Regions from separate parts of the Mus musculus genome. Here regions 1 and 3 are each linked to region 2. The links are chromatin contacts, called in public ChIA-PET and HiChIP or PLAC-seq maps. All regions are on one chromosome and are shown on one strand. Each heading gives the region's core, a stretch centred on a gene start, on an enhancer-like site or on the middle of the called end of the contact. The rest is flanking DNA. Distances are from core to core; before and after follow the strand shown. Region 1 overlaps Tef (thyrotroph embryonic factor). Region 2 overlaps Xpnpep3 (X-prolyl aminopeptidase 3, mitochondrial). Region 3 overlaps Sgsm3 (small G protein signaling modulator 3).

Evidence for each region. ChIA-PET counts read pairs in DNA pulled down with a chosen protein or histone mark. HiChIP or PLAC-seq counts read pairs in DNA pulled down with a chosen protein or histone mark.
Region 1: a contact with region 2 is called in an RNA polymerase II ChIA-PET map of memory CD8 T cells, with 5 read pairs. The contact joins two enhancer-like sites. A contact is called at or near these places in 4 of 39 promoter capture datasets (the C10 cell line, liver, neural stem cells and 1 more), 1 of 484 Hi-C or Micro-C datasets (CD4 T cells), 2 of 115 datasets of contacts at active chromatin or transcription factors (large pre-B cells and memory CD8 T cells) and 2 of 9 other capture datasets (liver and macrophages).
Region 3: a FOXA1 HiChIP or PLAC-seq map of pancreatic cancer cells shows a contact between it and region 2. The contact joins two enhancer-like sites. A contact is called at or near these places in 8 of 39 promoter capture datasets (the 3T3-L1 cell line, 3T3-L1-derived adipocytes, the C10 cell line and 4 more), 1 of 15 datasets of contacts at CTCF or cohesin (the NIH/3T3 cell line), 3 of 115 datasets of contacts at active chromatin or transcription factors (the NIH/3T3 cell line, embryonic fibroblasts and pancreatic cancer cells) and 1 of 9 other capture datasets (adipose tissue).

The regions. Positions count from the first base shown.
Region 1 is chr15:81,818,506-81,822,001 of GRCm38.p6, reverse strand. It overlaps Tef (thyrotroph embryonic factor), which reads right to left. Exons shown (of 4, transcript NM_017376.3): 3 at 583-803. Among named protein-coding and RNA genes, the nearest start is that of Tef, 8.8 kb to the right of the region's middle. Within about 2 kb of position 2,026, at least 10 of the 459 cell types and tissues checked have an H3K27ac peak or open chromatin away from gene starts, as enhancers often do. A contact at or near this core is called in memory CD8 T cells, where this site is marked.
Region 2 is chr15:81,414,906-81,418,540 of GRCm38.p6, reverse strand. The region is part of intron 2 of Xpnpep3 (X-prolyl aminopeptidase 3, mitochondrial); the gene reads right to left. It overlaps Gm17025 (predicted gene 17025), which reads left to right. Exons shown (of 3, transcript NR_166833.1): 3 at 2,587-3,635. Among named protein-coding and RNA genes, the nearest start is that of Gm17025, 5.0 kb to the left of the region's middle. Within about 2 kb of position 1,315, at least 106 of the 459 cell types and tissues checked have an H3K27ac peak or open chromatin away from gene starts, as enhancers often do. A contact at or near this core is called in memory CD8 T cells and pancreatic cancer cells, where this site is marked.
Region 3 is chr15:80,987,576-80,991,350 of GRCm38.p6, reverse strand. The region is part of intron 1 of Sgsm3 (small G protein signaling modulator 3); the gene reads right to left. Among named protein-coding and RNA genes, the nearest start is that of Sgsm3, 12 kb to the right of the region's middle. Within about 2 kb of position 1,465, at least 36 of the 459 cell types and tissues checked have an H3K27ac peak or open chromatin away from gene starts, as enhancers often do. A contact at or near this core is called in pancreatic cancer cells, where this site is marked.

The DNA.
Region 1 (3,496 bases), core at 777-3,276, 400 kb before region 2:
ACCAAAACCAAACCAAAAAAAACAAAACAAAAAAACCCCCATAAAGTCTGTCCAGCCTTACTTTCTATCTAAGGTTTGAGTCTTACTTTCTAAGTCTGGTGACTTCTCATACCAAGGAAGTGGAACTAAAACACCCAAGCAACCCTGGGAAGAAGGGAAGTAACAGAGTAATTAGGACTCAAGTCATACCTGAGCACTTCTTCCCATCAAATTACTGCTGATGTGGCTTCAAATAGAGAACTCCTGTCTATGTGGTGTCCATCGTAGGAAGGGTTCTCCATATAAAATCACATATGAGGAAGCACAAGGTCTACTCCAGTTTTCTTTCCCTCCCTCTCCTTTTGCTTTTATGAGAGATCTGCCTGCCTCTGCCTCCCGAGTGCTGGGGTTAAAGGTGTATGCCACACGCTCAGCTTCTTTCTCTGTGTGAAGAGCTAGAGATGGTGCTCTGGGCCTCATGTGTCCCAGGCAAGCACTGCAAAGCTGAGCTGTGCCAGTGAGCTGCACTACTCAGAGAGGGCAGAGCTTACCCTAGACTCTTAAACCACTGTTGTGTCTTTAATCCAGAACCCTGGGTGTTACCTTCTGTTCATCAGGGACAAAGACTTTCTTGGCTTTTTTGATCATGGGCTGGGGCTTCAGGTCCTCCTCTGCAAACCTGTGCTTCCGAGGGTTGAAGAGCTCCCCCCCTGGTACACTAGAGAGGACCAGGTCGGCAGGGTCAGGGTTGAAGTTCACATCGACCTCCACACAGCTGGGGTCGATGGGACTTGGGGTCTCCCTCTCCTTTTCCAAGGACGATTCTGAAAGACAGGCAGACAATCTAGAAGCATCTCATTGGACAGAAAGAACAAATCACTCCACCATATAACTTGGAGGCAGCACAGACCACTGCTACTTAGAAGAAAACCACACCACCAGCCCGAAAGGCAGACAGACACATGTGGTTCAATTCCTATGATTCTGTCTTTCTTGTGTATGCTATGGATCAAACCCAGGGCTCCATACATGCTAAGCATTTGCTCAACCAGTGACCCATGAGTTCTCCTGTTTAGGAACAGAACTCATGAAAGGAAACAGAGGCTCTCAAAATGGAAGAGATTTTCTAAGTATTTTGTTTCCTGAAGAAATGGCAAGTAAAACACTGAATCATGACAGTCCTTGACCTCCTGTGTTAACCTCAATCTGAACAACAGGGTGAGGACACAGGCTGAGTGAGAGGCTGACAACGGCTTACATCAGGAGCTCCCCCACCCGCCCCCACCCGCCCCCAGCCCATGTCAGTCACTGTGCTCAAGTTACAGCTCTGAAATGAGTGTTAAGTCTTATTTTACAGAAAAGGATACCAAGGGTCAGAGAAATGCAATTGGCTTTCCAGAATCCCACAGGAAAATAACTGAACGAAAACGTGGTCTTGGCCTGGCTGACTCTGGCTCCTGGGTCCTCCTGTTCCATATGGCTGGCTGTTTTGTAGGTAAACATTGGGTTAATGTCAATTTTAGAGTTCAAAGATTGTGCTGATATAAGAGTTGTTTTAAAAGAAAATTGAACCTCTGGCCTACATGTTCAATATTTCCAATACAAGTACACCAAATATTCAGCCAATAGATAGCTACTGAACACAAACTACACCCCTGGTACTGTCCTGGCAGAGAAAACACAGTGTAACAGAGAGGTTAAAGCCATGGTTCTTAACAGGAGACAATTTTGCCCTGCAGGAGGTATCTGGCCACAACAGGACTCCAGGGTGAACCTGGCATAATTGTGTGTAAAAGCCTGAAGGTTACTATAAACCTTGCACCAAAAAAGAGGCCAAAATTAAAGCCAAAACATTCTCTCTCTCATTCTCTGTCTCTGTCTGTCTGTCTGTCTGTCTGTCTCTCTCACACACACATACACACACACTCTTACACATACACACTCACACATCAAATTATCTGCCCTATTCGTGGCATAAGTGAGGCATGATCAAATTTAGGTTTTCACCAGGATCAGGTAGGGTGTGGTGATATAAGCCACAGAAGACTTTGTTTCCCCTCCAAAGCTGTGACTATGTGGTGTACATGTTTGTGAGACCTGGAGCTCAGTGGTTAAAGGTGTGAATATGTGGTGTACATGTTTCCTCCAAAGGTGTGAATATGTGGTGTCATGTTTGTGAGACCTGGAGCTCAGTGGTTAAAGGTGTGAATATGTGGTGTACATGTTTCCTCCAAAGGTGTGAATATGTGGTGTCATGTTTGTGAGACCTGGAGCTCAGTGGTTAAGAACACTCATGGGCTGGAGAGATGGCTCAGCTGTTAGGAGCTGCTGACTGCTCTTCCAGAGGTCCTGAGTTCAATTCCCAGCAACCACATGGTGGCTCACAACCATCTGTAATGGGATCCGATGCCCTCTTCTGGTGTGCCTGAAGACAGCCACAGTGTACTCATATAAATAAAAACTAAATTTACAAAAAGATCACTCACCACTCTTGTACAGGACCTGGTTGTAGTTTCTATCATCCACATAGCAGCTCACAGTTGCCTCTAACTCAAGTTCCAAGGGACCCAACACCTTCCTCTGGCCTCTGTTGGCACTTTATACATGATGCACATACAATTCACACTGGCAAACACTCATACACATAAAATAAATGATGTTGGGCATGGTGGCAAACGCCTTTAATCCCAGCACTTGGGATGAAGAGGTAGATGGATATCTGTGAGTCTGAGGCCAGCTTGGTCTACAATGTGAGTTCCAGGACAGCCAGGGCTACACATAAAAATCCTGTGATGAAGAAAGAATAAGAAAGAACAGGGAGGAAGAGGAGAAGGAGGGAAGAAGGGGAATACATTCATGTCTACTGACTCATCCAGTCTATTCCTAAGTAAACACCTAAGAGAAATACACAAAAGCACTGTCCAGGACACATGCACACAAGTGTTCCTAGAAGCTCTGTTAAGAATTCCAACTAGGGCTGGAGAGATGGCTCAGCGGTTAAGAGCACTGACTGCTCTTCCAGAGGTCTTGAGTTCAATTCCCAGCAACCACATGGTGGCTCACAACCATCTGTAATGAGATCCAAAGCCCTCTTCTGGTGTGTCTGAAGAGAGTGACAATGTACTCACATAAAAAAAAATAACCTCCAACTATAGCCAGGGCAGTGGTGGCGCACGCCTTTAATCCCAGCACTTGGGAGGCAGAGGCAGGCGGATTTCTGAGTTCGAGGGCAGCCTGGTCTACAGAGTGAATTCCAGGACAGCCAGAGCTATACAGAGAAAGCCTGTCTCGAAAAACCAACAACAAAACAAAACAAAACAAAACAAAACAAAAAAACCCTCCAACTATACCACATAGTGAGCTCCACTGTCCTTCAACTGCAGAATGGTTACACAGTGGTGTGCAGTGTGCTCACATGGCATTAGTCACCAATGGGGACTGGCAAACTTCCCCTACAGTGACATGACTTTCACAAAACACTGTATAAAGGAGGACAGGCACAAAACACACACTACTG
Region 2 (3,635 bases), core at 66-2,565:
AGCATTCATGCACATAATGTAAAATAAAACTAAACAGGTTGAGGTGGGCATGATGCTAATCCTGGCACTTGGGGAGGTGAAGTAAGGAAGTCACTAATGAGTTCCAGGTCAGAGAGGGCTACATAAAGGAATGTGTCAAAAGCAAACACCATTATTTATTTCTCTTTCTCACTCCCGCTTCGCTTCCTTTCCTTTCCTTTCCCTTTCCCTTTCCCTTTCCTCCCCTCCCTTCCCCTTCCCTTCCCAGCCTTAATGATCTCCGGACTTGCTGAAATTTGCTGAGTCAGTCTATGGGGTCATGACATGTACATTTTCCTTGATAAAGTTCACCCAATGGTTTTGACACACAAGTGGGCATCAGATCCCCTGGGACTTGAGTTACAAGGTTATGAGCCACCATGTGGGTGCTGAGAATCAAATGCAGGTTGTCTAGAAGAGTAAATAGTGCTCTTTATCGCTGAGCCATCTCTGCAGCCCAACACTTCAGATATTAAAGTCAAATCTTGAACAATTAATTTTTTAAAGATTTATTTATTTATTATATATATATGAGTACACTGTAGCTATCTTCAGACACACTAGAAGAGGGCGTCAGATCCCATTATAGATGGTTGTGAGCCACCATGTGGTTGCTGGGATTTGAACTCAGGACCTCTGGAAGAGCAGTCAGTGCTCTTAACAACTGAGCCACCTCGCCAGCCCAACAATTAACTTTTAAGCCAGGCAATGGTGGCGCACACCTTTAATCCCAGCACTTGGGAGGCAGAAGCAGGTGGATCTCTGTAAGTCTGAGGCCAGCCTGGTCTACAGAGTGAGTTCCAGAACAGCCAGGGCTACACAAAGAAACCCTGTCTCAAATCAACCAACAAACAAAAAAACCACTTCTTTTTTAAGGGAGAACTTACCTAAATTATATAAAGATGAGTTTGTAAGTGACTTAGAAACATTTAAGGGGAGACATCTTGGGAGTGTGACTCTATAACTCAACAGTACTTTTCTGAGTGTGGAATTATAAGTAACTAAGTATGCTTTTCTACATTTGGTACTATTTGTCTCACGGTAGGACTCCTTTAACAGGAAAAAGATTGACATATTTTGCCAAAGTTGTAAATTGTAGGCTTTCCTGTAACTATGTCAAATGCTAAATGTGAGGTTTTTTTTTTTTTTTGAGCAAAGTTACAACTGACACATTTTACACCTTAAGTTGACTTCAGCTCTGTAGTTCTCACAGGCTCTCACAATATAGCTCTGGCCGTGCTGGACCTCGTTATATAGACCAGGGTTGTAACCTCCCCCACCCCCTCAGCCTGAAACCTGTTTGCTCAGGTTTCACTGTTTGCATGGGGTGGAGCCTGCCGCTCTATCGGTCAGCCACGCCCACTGCTGGAGCCTGCCGCTCTATCGGTCAGCCACGCCCACTGCTGGAGCCTGCCGCCTTGCTGTTCTGGAGCCATACACGTGGTCACCCTGCAACTGGACTCCAGGATTACTTGGCGGGAATTAGCCCCATCCCCCTCCTTCATAACTCGGTGCACGAATTAGTAAAATTGAGCTTTGATCAGAACCCGATTGTCTTAGCTCCGTTCTTTTTCCCGTCTGTCTAGTTCCTTTCTTTCAGCTCTTCAGCCGTACCCGTTCCTCGAGAGCTGCTGGCCGGCTCGAAGCACAGGGTCACCTCAGACTCACAAGATATCCTTCTCCCTCTGATTCTCAAGTGCTAGGATTAAGGCATGTGTCATCACTACTGGCTAAAACAGATTAAAAGAACGTATATATGTCTGTTTATGGATAAGTGTGCAGGATTCATGCTTAAATACCATATCCCTGTAAAGTCTGCATGCTCAGTGGCATGGCACACAGTCTCTTTAAACTTTAAGACATTGATGACTTCTGTGAAAATATTTTACGTATGTATGTATGTATGTATGTAATGTATGCATGCATACATGCACGCACCTATACCACTGATCTTTGTTCCTAACATAATACTTTGACCAGGTACTGGCACCATACTGAACAGTGGCCACATCCTTCCAAGCACAGAGCTCATATTACTGTGAAAAAACAAACCAAAACCAAAACCAAACCCACTACCTTTGTGACTAGGAGGAGGAGAGGGTATGAAAAGTGTGCATCTTCACTCACAAAAGCTGACTCCAAGTACTATTTTTCTCCTTTTCAAGGGAACTTCCATGTTCTATGTGCTCAGCACCAAGACTAAATATTGATGTTTTATTTCAAGTTGCTTTTAATACTGTTCGCAGAGCGATATTCAGATCTGCGACCAAGGCAAAAATAAAGATCATATACAGAATATAGAAAACAGTGATTTAGACATGAAGTCATTCATCTTTATATGCTTGTGATGGTCAAGGCCTGGCAAATGCAGCTTACCACAAAGTATTTCACCACAAGAAATCAATTATTTCAAAGCTGGTAAAATTTAGGTATCAATTCAACCTTTCTTCTTCCTTTAAACAAAAACTACAAGTAGGTTGATAGGGTTAAAAAAAAAGTAGTATCAACTGGACTACTATTATGCTTACCTTACAGCTTTGAAAAACTCTGATTTCTTGTGTGTTTCAGTGGTGAGCTGCATTTCCTGAGTGTCAGCAGACTGCCCAGCAGGAATTCCAGCCTGATGGAGAATCAGCCAAAGGAAGTCCTCACTGAGAGACACAGTGGTATCATTCACTGAGTGGAAACAGTGAAAGAATAACATATTTCTAAAGGGAATTTACATTATTAATACTGTGCTTTTGTAGCAACTTACAGAAATACACTTTCATCTTTCGTGGTGGAAGGAATAAGTAATTTTCCTCAAAACCCTAGCTTTGTCTCTAAAGCTTTTTCTGTTTTACTCTGCTATCCCATCTTTGAGATGCTATTCATAACTGCATCACTGTCTTCCTAAACATAAAACAAAATAACTAAGTCTTCACCTGAGCGACTGTGATGCCACATGTTCTAGCAGTAGCTCTGGGGGGGTTGGGGGGGGGAAGAGATCTTTCCAGTCCTTCGCATGACTTTTAGTCAGCTGGAGCAGGTCACTTCTCATAGCAATAAACATCTGGAAATCCTGCTCAACCTACAGTGAAGTCTTTAAAATTTTCAAATAAACACTTAACATTTTAAATAGACACAAAGGATCTACAGAAAATAGCTCTAGAAACTATGAATTAGAATTTTTCTGTAAAAAATAGTGAAATATGAGGCTAGAGATGGTTCAGTGGTTAAAAGTCCTGGCTGCTTTTTTAGAGGACCCAAGTTCAGTCCCCAGGACCAATATGGCAGCTCACAACCATCTCTAATTCCAGTTCCAGAGGACATAATGGCCTCCAAGGGCAGTAGGCACATATGCGGTACATAGATATATATGAAGGCAACTCCCATACCAAAAAAAAATTCCTGAAAAACAAACTTTTTTTTTTAAAAAAGATTTATTTATTATATGTAAGTACACTGTAGCTGTCCTCAGACACTCCAGAAGAGGGCATCAGATTTCGTTACGGATGGTTGGGAGCCACCATGTGGTTGCTGGGATTTGAACTCCGGACCTTCGGAAGAGCAGTCTTACCCACTGAGCCATCTCAGCAGCCCCATCCGTAATGAGATCTGACGCCCTCTTCTGGGAT
Region 3 (3,775 bases), core at 216-2,715, 430 kb after region 2:
TAGCCCTGGCTGTCCTGGAACTCACTTTGTAGACCAGGCTGGCCTCGAACTCAGTAATCTGCCTGCCTCTGCCTCCCGAGTGCTGGGATTAAAGGCATGCGCCACCACCACCGCCTGTCTCTAAAATCTTATTTTAAAAATAAAATAAAGGGGCTGGAGAGAGTTCAATTCCCAGCAAGCACATGGTAGCTCACAACCATCTGTAATGGAATCTGATGCCCTCTTTTGGTGTGTTTGAAGAGAGCAACAGTGTACTAACATAAATAAATGAATAAATCTTTAATAAAATAATAAAACAAAACTAATAGAAAATTTAAACTATCAGAAGGCAAGGCTTGGGAAGTAGCGCTAATCAGTAGAGCAGCTCAGCGTAAGCACCAGGCCTGAGCTTCATCCCCAGAGCCTGTGTAACAGACGCAGAAGCACCGATCTGTCTCCCCACAACCTCCCTAGCCTTTTGGAGCTGCTTTTTTCTTTCCTTTTTTTTCCCCCTTGGTTTTCCAAGACAAGGTTTCTCTGTGTACCCCTGGCTGTCCTGGAACTCTGTCTGTGGACCAGGCTAGCTTTGAACTCACACAGATCTACCTGCCTCTGACCCCCGAGTGTATGCCACCATGCCTGGCTGAAACTAATTTTTCTTATAACCTGATGCTAAAAAAAAAAAAAGCCAATATCTCCTGTCATCAACATCATTACCAATCATCTTGGGAAGACCTCTGCTTGTCCTCCTTGACTTGAAATTTTTTTGCTTTTCTTCAAAAAACAAACAAACAAAAAAGTTAAATTGCCAGTCATGGTAGCATACACCTTCAATTCTAGCACACAGTGTCAGCTGAAGCCAGCCTGGTCTACATAGTGAGTTTTAGGAAAGCCAGAGCAATGTAGAGAAATCCTGTCAAGGGGCGAGATGTGTGTGTGTGTGTCTGTGTGTGTGTGTGTGTGTGTGTAAATTTGTTGACTTGACTTATACTGGATGATCTAATGGCCCTGCTACCTACCTGGCTCTCAACATGCACTGTTGCATCTGCCGTAGTATATTTCCCCAGGTACTGGAGCCTGTTTCCATCCTCTCAGAGCACAGTGCTTAATAAAGCCTTGATAAAGGGACCATTCCTGCTAACCTTCTAGAACTGCTGCTCTCCCAAACACCCCACTGACCCTTGTTGAAAACATGATTATTCCATTCCATCACCTCCCACATCCCTCAGTGTAGACACCTGAGGTAATCCCCCACTTCTCAGTAGAGCCTCCCATAACCAGCACCCGCAGAAGAGCAGAACAACCTCCTCACTCATTTCCCTCCAGCTCCTGCTCCTACAGGTTTGCAACTGGGCCACTGTCCCTTCCTTAAGTCAATATTTCCTTTGTGCAGGGATAGAATGTTCTTTCAGGCCAGAGAGGTGTGGTAGTGTAATACAGAACACACAGTGGGCAAACACAAACCAGGCAAAGAGGAACCTCCCTTGGAGCAGCATGCCAAGGAGCAGGCTGCCACTTCCTGCTCAGTAGTCGAGAGAAATGCAGTCCTCCTGTGAGGACTTGCTCAGCTCACAAGCATCAGGTCTCTGAAGACTTCGAGTCCCTCCAAGGATCACTCCCCTAATATTACAGCTTGATAGTATCCAGCTGGTAATGAGGGTCGCGAAAGCAAGGTACCTGCATAGTCCATCTATATTCTACCACTAGGGGAGTGAAAATGAAATGTGTTGCCTACCTGAAAGTCAACATTCAGAGAGCCCTACAAAACAGCTGGGAGTTTTTGAGGAAAATAAAGTTCCTTGATGACTGACTAGGGAAAAGTCCACTGAGAAACCTTTATTTTAAATTTATAGTAAGACAGGGGGTCTGATACTGTATGGTCCCATTACCACAAAGAAACAGTCTATAAGCTGGTAATAACCCCAGTACTCTAGAGGTGGGGGCAGAAAGATCAGAAATCCAAGGTCATCTTTGGCTCTTAACCACTGTCTTAATTAGGGTTACTATTGCTGTGACGAACCACCATGACCAAAGCAACTTGGGAAGGAGAGGGTTTACTTCTTACACTTCCATGTCATAATACATCACTGAAGGAAGCCAGGGCAGGAATTCAAACAGGGCAGGAAGCAGGAGCCCTAGCTGTCCTGTAATCATTATATAGACCAGGTGGACCTCAAACTCACAGAAATCCATAGTGAGACTCTACCCCAACCCCCCAAAAGGCAAGACTTAGTCATCACTGTCCTACTGAGCTACAGATCATCTCACCCCACAGGCCACACTGCTATTTCTAACTTTTCTTTGGGTATCTCACAATGCATCTGTTTTTAGCCCATCACCACGTGATTCCTTCTTAATATCCCATTTTCTTCTAAGATATTTAGATTTTAAGGTTTAAGGTAATTTTCAGGTCTTATGTTTCTTTTACTCCCACACTGAGTTACCTGGAAAGTTTACCATTTTTGCAGCTAGAACACCTCTAACATCCTGTTCCCAAGGCCTTAGTCCATACCTTCACTACCATGTTCCTGGTCCACCGTGCATAGCTCCTAACAGGCTTTTGTGCCTCCAGACTGTCTTCTATTCAAATGAAGAATAGATCATCAGTCTGCCAGCAGCACAGTCCTGCACTCCCAGTTACTCAGGAGGCTGAGGTAGGACAATGACACTTTCAAGGATGCCTGGGCTACAGGGCAAGTTCAAGGCTAATTTGGACTACTGAATAGTCTCAAAATAAAAAAGTCAAAAACAAACAAGAAAACAAAAAAGAAAAAAAGGAAAACCTTGGAAATAGAGACCAATGGCAGAGCACATGCCCAGCAAGCATGAGATTACAAGTTCCACCCCCCAGTGTGGGGAACTAAGGGGAGGAGGCACTATGATCAGATTAGCAGCCCAGAAGCACAGCTCCCAACAGCACATATGCTCCCAACCCACTTCAGCCAGAGGTCGATTTTGGGATATTCAGTCCCTTCTCTGCCTCATTTTCATTAGTGTGTGTGTGTGTCTATATGAGTGTATCTATAACACATGTATATGGGTACCATAGTGCCCAGAAGAGGATATCAGAGCCCCTGGAGCTGGAGTTAACAGGCAAGTGCTGGGGACACAAACTTAGATCCTCTGGAAGAACAAAAGGTGCTCTTGGGGCTGGAAAGATGGCTCAGCGGTTAAGAGCACTGACTGCTCTTCTGAAGGTCCTGAGTTCAAATCCCAGCAACCACATGGTGGCTCACAACCATCCGTAATGAGATCTGATGCCCTCTTCTGGTGTGTCTGAAGACAGCTACAGTGTACTAATAATAATAAATAAATCTTTAAAAAAATAGTGCTCTTAATTGCTGAGCCACCTCTCTAGCCTTATGTTTTTGAGACAGAGCCTGTCACTGAAGCTTACCTTTCGCTGAACTGGCTAGCCATCAAGCCCCAGGGATCTGTCTCTGCACCCCAAATGCTGGGGGGTTACACATATATGCCACCTGAGTGCTAAAGGTCCCAATCTTGTTCCTCATACTTGTGCAGCAAGTACTTTACCCACTGAATCATCTTCCTAATCCTTAGCCTCGCCCCCTTTTACTTATTTTGTGCCCAATCAACATGGAAGTCAGAGGACAACTTGTAGAAAATATTTCTCCTTCTACTACCTGTGTCTCAGGCCTGGAATCAAGTACCTATAATCCATTTTGCATCAGTTTTTTTTTTTTAATTTATGTGTATGAGGGCTTTCCCTGCATGTCTGTCTGTATACTATGTGTGTGCCTAGTGCCCAACGCCCAACGAGATCTAAAGAGAGTAT